Regions from separate parts of the Sus scrofa genome. Here region 1 is linked to region 2. The links are chromatin contacts, called in public HiChIP or PLAC-seq maps. All regions are on one chromosome and are shown on one strand. Each heading gives the region's core, a stretch centred on a gene start, on an enhancer-like site or on the middle of the called end of the contact. The rest is flanking DNA. Distances are from core to core; before and after follow the strand shown. Region 1 holds the start of TRMO (tRNA methyltransferase O). Region 2 holds the start of ANP32B (acidic leucine-rich nuclear phosphoprotein 32 family member B).

The links. HiChIP or PLAC-seq counts read pairs in DNA pulled down with a chosen protein or histone mark.
Region 1: an H3K27ac HiChIP or PLAC-seq map of skeletal muscle shows a contact between it and region 2. The contact joins the promoter of TRMO here to the promoter of ANP32B in region 2. A contact is called at or near these places in 2 of 5 promoter capture datasets (fetal liver and liver), 9 of 47 Hi-C or Micro-C datasets (brain, embryonic fibroblasts, epiblast stem cells and 5 more) and 2 of 2 datasets of contacts at active chromatin or transcription factors (alveolar macrophages and skeletal muscle).

The regions. Positions count from the first base shown.
Region 1 is chr1:239,785,310-239,788,897 of Sscrofa11.1, reverse strand. TRMO (tRNA methyltransferase O) reads left to right here and starts at 1,966. Exons shown (of 6, transcript NM_001243624.1): 1 at 1,966-2,073. The coding sequence starts at 1,998.
Region 2 is chr1:239,840,208-239,843,756 of Sscrofa11.1, reverse strand. ANP32B (acidic leucine-rich nuclear phosphoprotein 32 family member B) reads right to left here and starts at 1,695. Exons shown (of 7, transcript XM_021066477.1): 1 at 1,286-1,695. The coding sequence starts at 1,339.

The DNA of each region.
Region 1 (3,588 bases), core at 717-3,216, 55 kb after region 2:
ATCTCAAGTTGCTGTGGTTGTGGATAGGCCGGTAGCTGTAGCTCCGATTTGACCCCTAGTCTGGGAACTTCCATATGCTGCGGGTGCAGCCCCAAAAAGCGGAAGGAAAAAAAAGATCCTTCACCCAAATGAAAGATGATTCATTTATTCATTACACTGAGAAGTTCTTCTCACAGTGTAGGCAGATGACCACCTGCTTTGAATCATTTAGATTTTTTAAAGGCAGATTCCTAGGTCCTACCTCCAGAGAAAGGGTTGTCTCATAAATACAAATAATCATATGTAACTCTAGACAGGCTAATGAAAACTTCATGTAATAAAAGTGCTATATATTCAAGTTCCTGTCTCCCATAGAGAAATTTTACTTCTAAAACAGGGATTAATGTACCTCACCAGTATCTCCAAGTCTGTTTTGCATTTCAGAACTTGTCACACTTGGTAATGTATTTTTGGTGTGATTATCACGATATATGATTTCTAAGGCCAGGAGCGCATATACCCCTCATTTCTGCAACAGCCTGGCCACAAATTAACCGACTATCACTTTTAGCAACACCCCCATCTAGTGGCCAACTGCTGCTGTTACGGCCCCAGTTTTACAGCGGGTATATAGCTCAGCCCTTCTGCAACTTGTTCTTGTTTCTTCAGCTGCCCCAGAACTCTTTCCTCCTGAAAACAATAGCATTCTTGTCTAATTTTTTCTTTTTCTGGCTGCGCTGGTGGCATGAAGAAGTTGCTGGGCCAGGGATCCAACTCCCGCCACAAGAGCGACTCAGACCGCTGCAGTGACAATGCCAGATCCTTAACCTGCTTTGCCACAAGAGAACTTTTTAAAATTTTCACGTGGAAAAGACCTATCAGAAGATATGTAGGTGTACGAATTTTCTCAATTTTTAGTTTTTGTTTTAAACCCCACGATCTTTAAATCTTTGGCTCCTTCCAATGTTCCTTTTCTGCTAGTGATCTATTTAGTCCACGACAAATGAACCAGTTGAGGAACAGCTTTTCATGGTTATAAAGCTTCCACATCTATGCAGTTTTATTTGAATAATTTATTTTGCAGGCACATGCTCCACCCTCCGCACCCCAACCCTCATGCAACAACAGGATAAAAAGCTCAGAAGCAGAATTATGTATACAGAGAAACTTGATAAAATATACAGGTGAGAGAAGACGTTACAAGTCAATGGGTAAAAGGGCAGGCTAGCGGTGCAAGGATAACTGGCCATCCAATGGAATGAAAACTGATTCTTGCTGGCCCTCAGTTTTTTAGAGCTCTCCAGAAACGATGGCACAATCTCCTCAATGTATATGGCATGTTGATTCAAATTTCATTCTCGCTTCAGTTCCCATGAAGTATGACGCACAGGAAACAAGTCTCCACCTCTCAACCCCTACCTAATCTGGTGTGGGTCTACCCATCCATTAGATTTGAAATAAGATTTACCTGGGGCTCCTTTCTGACAAAACATCCTTCTTATTACGGAAAAATGGGAGCATACAGATAAGTATAAATGACCATTTGTGTATTCCCACCATCCAAGTATTAACATTTTCTAACATCCGATCATCTTGCTATGTGATATACTACCCATACATATCCTTTGTCTTTAAAAATTATCGTCATGCGTTAGATACGCAGGTTGCTTATTTCGAGAGAGATATCTTTATGCATAAATCTTCAATGACGAGTCCCCCTTGAAACGGGCAGTAACTTCGGAGTCGCTAGCTGCCCTGAGAGGGCGGGAAACTGCTGTGGATCCAGGCGGGACCGCATAGACGCGGGTTCAGGAACGGAACGAGACCTCAGGTACACAACCTCAACCTCAGTTCTGCTTCCGCCGCCGCCCGCTGCGCGCGCGGCGCGCACCCCACACCCCTAGCGCGTGCTGGATCTTAGCGCCACCAGCCCGAGCGGCTGTTGCGCAGGCGCCAGGCGCGGAGACCGGAAGCGGAAGGCTTAACGCGTTGGGTGGGCACCTGTGCAACCAGTAGTTATGCGCGGCTTGGAGGACCCTGGGCCTCGCCCTAAAGCTACCCCGTGCGGGTGCGTGAAGCCAACTCTGGAGACAGGTAACTTTTAAGAGGCTGGCGGTTCCTCTCTCAGAACAACCATAAGTGCAGGCAGCCGACTTAACTGTAGAGAGGACAAGGAAAGCGAGACCGTGAACGGACTGGGTCCTTTTCCTGTTTATTGCGAAGGCACGGGTCACGTGCTTAGACGACCACGTGATGTATCGGAGGTGGAGCAGGATGACGTCATCTCTCCTGCCCTGTTCGTGGTGGCTGAGGTCGGCTGACCTTGGCAGAACAGCCACCTGCAGTGTAGTGGCCTGTCCTTTGGAGAGTTCTCACTCATAAAGGAGAGATAGGATGTTTACATCAGGTGCTGTGCCGACTAGGAGTTAATGCCACCAGAGAGAAGCATCCGGTGCTGTAGGAAATAGTTTTAAGCTGAACCTGGAAAGATGGTCATGGGCTTGTTTCTCTGTATTTTCACTCTTACTTATGCAGGAGACTGTCTTAACTTTGGAAATTAGAGGAAGCAAATGGAAAAAAGGTTAAAGTAGTTGGCCATCAAGCAGAGAAAACCTCTGTTAATATCTTGGTTTATACCTTCCATAATTTTTTCAGTGCATATATCCTAGAAATATGTGTTGATATGTAATCCCACTGTTTTATAACCTCAAAACCTTAAGGTTTGTAAAAACTTTCCATGGCAATTAATGTTAATTTTAAGAGGTTGCACACTGTTTTGTTTTATAGGTGTGCTCTTATTTACCCAGTTCCTTTTGTTGGGTGTTTAGGTTATTACTGGTTTTATTTCACTTAGAAAAGTGAAAGTTCTTGAGACTGTTGCCAAAAACTGGGTCTCTGTCCAACTGCTACCAAATGGAACCCCAGAGACAGTTTTGGGTGAAGGAGAAAAAAAAATATAGCTTTTATTGCTTTGCCAGGCAAAGGAGACCACAGCAGGCTAATGTCTTAAAGACTCTCCTCCTTTGGGGAAGAATTGCAGGGAGTTTTATAATCTAAAAGGAGAAGAACAGGGTTTCAGGTAAGAGTCAAGATTGGGGCAAACGTGTTTTTCTTTCAGGAAATTTTAGTCATCAAAGCTGGTGTCAGGAGAGCTCATCATGATCCTGGTGGTCTTCTGATTTATGGAATCTTGCCTTTTCCTCGAATAACAGTACTTACCAAAAGGACAGATTGGTCACAGATTAGGACAAACTAGGAAAATTGCTGAAAAACATCTTGTGCTTCTAATCTTTAACCCACAGGCAATTGTGTTCACAGTGCCTGATCTTTAGCTTACAGGTGTTTGTGTTTAGGGTACAGTCAAACAAGGGAAAAGTGCAAAGAAGGGCTCCAAACTGTTCAATTTTAAAGTATTCATTTAGAAAAGAAGCATGAAAAATAGAACTTTTTGGAGTTCTTGTTGTGGCTTAGCAGTAATGAACCCAACTAGCATCCATGAGGACATGGGTTTGATTCCCTGCTCAGTGGGTTAAGGATCTGGTGTTGCCATGAGCTGTGATGAAGGTCACAGACAAGGTTTGGATCTGGTGTTGCTGTGGCTCTGGCTCA
Region 2 (3,549 bases), core at 446-2,945:
GCACAGCCGAGGCCCGTCTGTACCCGCGACTAGGGGCGGAGGCGGCCGCCTGCCGTTGCCCTTTTAAGAAGGGGGGAGGGGGCGGCAGCGCGCCCGAAAGATGAGTCGGCGACGGCCGGAGCGCTCGGCTCCCGCCAGTGCGAGCCGAGCCCTGGCGAGGCCCGCGCCAAACAAACCGCAGGCTCGGCCAAGGGAGCGGCGGCTCAGAGCCACCGCCGGTGCGGGCGGGCAGGGCCGGACGGACAGAGCCCGCAGGCCGACTCACGCGGCGGAAGGAGACGGGTGCCCGCCAACATGGCGCTGCGTCGGCCTGTGGCGCGCCTGGGCTGACGCGAGGAGCCGCCGCCCGCCCACACCGAGGGGCCAACCTCCCGGGCAGGGGCCCCCGGGCTCCGCCGCCGCGGCGCGGGGGGGAGGGAGAAGCCGCTTACGCCACAACTGCTAGCTCGGGCCGAGCGCGGCCTGCATTTGGAGACCGGGACTGGGGAAGGCCTGGGGGTCGAAAGGGGCGCGAGAGATAGGTAGACAAAGTTTTATTTTTAGGCTTGAAAAATGGCGGGAACCGACTCCTTTTTTCAAACTTGGCCTCGGGAGGGGCGTCGGTTGCGCCACCTCCGCCACCCGGGCTCGCCCCTCCCCAGCTCGCGCGCGCCAGGCCGCGCCCGCCCAAGCCCCCCGGCGCCCGAGGGGGCTTCCTGTCCCCCTTGGAGGCAAAGAACCCTCTGTTCGTCCTTCCGCTCCCGTCCTGGCCGGACCGGCGCCAACCGCGAGACCTGGCTGGAGGAGCCTCCTGCTCCGCCCGAGCCCCCTCCCGGGCCGGCCGGGGGCACGCGGAGGCCGGCCTGGCCCGCAGCGGGCCCAGTCCGGACTGGCAGCGCGGCTCCTCCGTAGGCCCGGCCTCCGCCCGGCCGCGCATCTCGGGAGGCTGCAAACATGGCTCCCAGCGTTACACAACCCCCTCCTCCCTCTCTTGCCGCCGGCCACACGCACACGCGCTCCTTCGGGAAAGGACCCCGGCGGGCGAAGAGCTCAAAGTTTGCTTTCCCCCACCCCACCGCCTTCCCTGGACGGCCGCAGGGGCCCGCGGGCGCCAAAGAGTTAATCCCGCGCGCTCGCTCCCCCCTCCGCGCCCGCCCGCCTGCCCGCCCGCCTTTCCCGTCCGAGCCCGCGAGCTGCGCTCTTGCCCGCGCCGGGGTCGGCGAGCCCGCGTCTGGGACCCCGCAGGTGGCCACCATTACATGCAAGTCATCGGGGGGAGAGGGAGCCCGAAGGGGATTCTGCTTACAGCTGCCGGGGTCCGGTTCCTCAGCTCCAGGTGGATTCTCTTCTTCATGTCCATGTTTCCCTCTTCCCCCCTCTTCAAACTTAACTTTCCGCAACGGGGGCGGAGGGGGGAGAGGCTCCCAGCCTGCGCAGCGAGGGCCGTCGGAAGGGGTCTGCTCGAGGCAGAGGCCGGCGGCGCGGTCCGGGGCGGCTGGCGGCGTGCGGGCAGGAGAGCGGAGCCCCCGGAGCCAAGTTACTCACGGGAGCGGAGAGAAACCATGGAGGGAAAAGGGGGCTGGAGCGCAGCGCTGGTCTCACTACCGCCGCCCCCGGCCGCGGCTCCGCACTGCGCTTAAACCGGCGACGCGGCGCGGGTGGCTGCTCGGCTCGACTCGGCCCCGCGCGGCGCCGCTCGGCTCGGCAGCCGCGGTGCACCAAGGACGGGGCGGGGAGAGGCGCGGCGGGAGGGGCGGAGGCTGGGGGGGAAAAGGCGCAGCCCGGGGGACAGGAGTGGCTTCTTCCCGCCCTCCGGTCGCACGTGGGGTGGCTGATGTAAGACCCACCTCGGGGGCTTCCCCGCCCGTCCCCCAGCTGAGACCTTGGGTCTTTCCTCGACGCGCCTGGAGACAGGTCTCCAGCCCGCGCTTGGAAGTCGGCCGAGCGGGCTGCGGGGAGACTTTGCGGTCGGTCTTGGGAGCTCTCTAAGGCCAAGCCCTCGCGCCGAGCCTCGGCCAGGCCAACCCGACACCGGCGAAGGCGGCAGACTTGAGAGCGCGGGACCGGGGCTTTCGGGGTCACCTCCCGCTCCCCTCCAACTACAGCATGGGGCCAACAGCACGAGACCTGTGTTTCCTTGGCCAAGTGGGGCTGGAAGTGCTGTGAGGACCCCCGTTGGGGGGCAGAATCGCTGCCGGCCCGCGCTGTAGCGCGTGGCACTTGGCGGAGTCGGCCATTGAGACCGATGGGGACGGGGTAGCCCCGGCCGCTTGCTCAAACCGCAGAGATGCGAGCGTTCCAGAGTTCGGGAGAATCTCCCTGGGTTTTCTAACATTAAGTATAGGCTAGTGGAGGCAGTAATTAGCATTTCTAATGGAGCCTCGAAGTTTACCGAGGTTCCTCAAGACTTTTATCTCCTTTATTTTTAAGGGCACCCCTCTGAGGTGTGTGGATTCTTGTTGGTCTCCAATTCGGGGAAGCTTGGCAGGTAGCTTTTGTCATGGGCTGCCTCAAAAAGCTCCCTGAGAGACAGGGTTAGAGCACTAAGTCGGTTTTGCAGACCTCTGGGGAGTAATATGAAGTTACATTCATCTTAAAATAAGTACATAGTCACGTGTCAAATCAGATACCATCTTAATTCTAGTATAGAGAAGAAGCTCCAAGATTGAGAACAATTTAGGAATAGAGAAAAACAACTCTATGGCATTACCATAAGTTTTTCTTAAAGTTAAGACTCCTCTCTTTCACCTAAGTTCATTTAGTGGCAAACAAAACTATATCGATTTTTAAAATATCAGATGCATGAAAATGTCAAAGCAGAAAATTTTCAGGAGGGTTATGGAAAAAGGCAAAAACTTTCTAGTATGTAGTTCCCTTGTATTTTAAATGTTAGTCTTAGCAGACATTTTTGTGATGGGGAAATGGTGAGGGCAGTGCTCTTCAGGATGTCGCACGAGGTCTGTAACTAAGGTTATGAGAACCACAAGACTATGAGATGAAGGCTTTTACGAAAAACTAAACTTAGTTCCATGAGCTAACAAGCAATTCGTGTGCATCCACTTTTAGGGCTTAATATGTTCTTTCAGTCATTGCACAAATGAGGAACTGAAGCCATGGGGCCAACAATAGGTGGAGCTAGGGTTTAAACCCAGATGGGTCTGATTCTAAGGCCTGCCATCTTTTCTGCTACACTGTCTGTCTTGAATGAAGTCATAGCATTCAAAGCAACATGGAGGTCTTCTCTGGAACAGTAGGTTGGGAACAACTGTAGAGAGCCTTCCATGCCAGACAGAACTCTGTAGGAGAGATGCTGAGGGAGACTGGGACACTGTAGCTCTGTGCTACAGAGAGTGGTAACCTGGTGGCTGATGGGGGAGGTGATATCAGTCCTGAGGGAGAAAGGGACAAATCTTGGGATCCTTTCCTCTCTAAATGACCAACTCAAGGATATGAAGACTCACAAGATAAATGTGTGTTTTATTAGATTAGGCTACAAAGTAATTAATAAACATAACCACAAAGTGCAGCAAATAAAAAGAAAGCAAAAGAGCCAGAGGAGAGATTACAGAC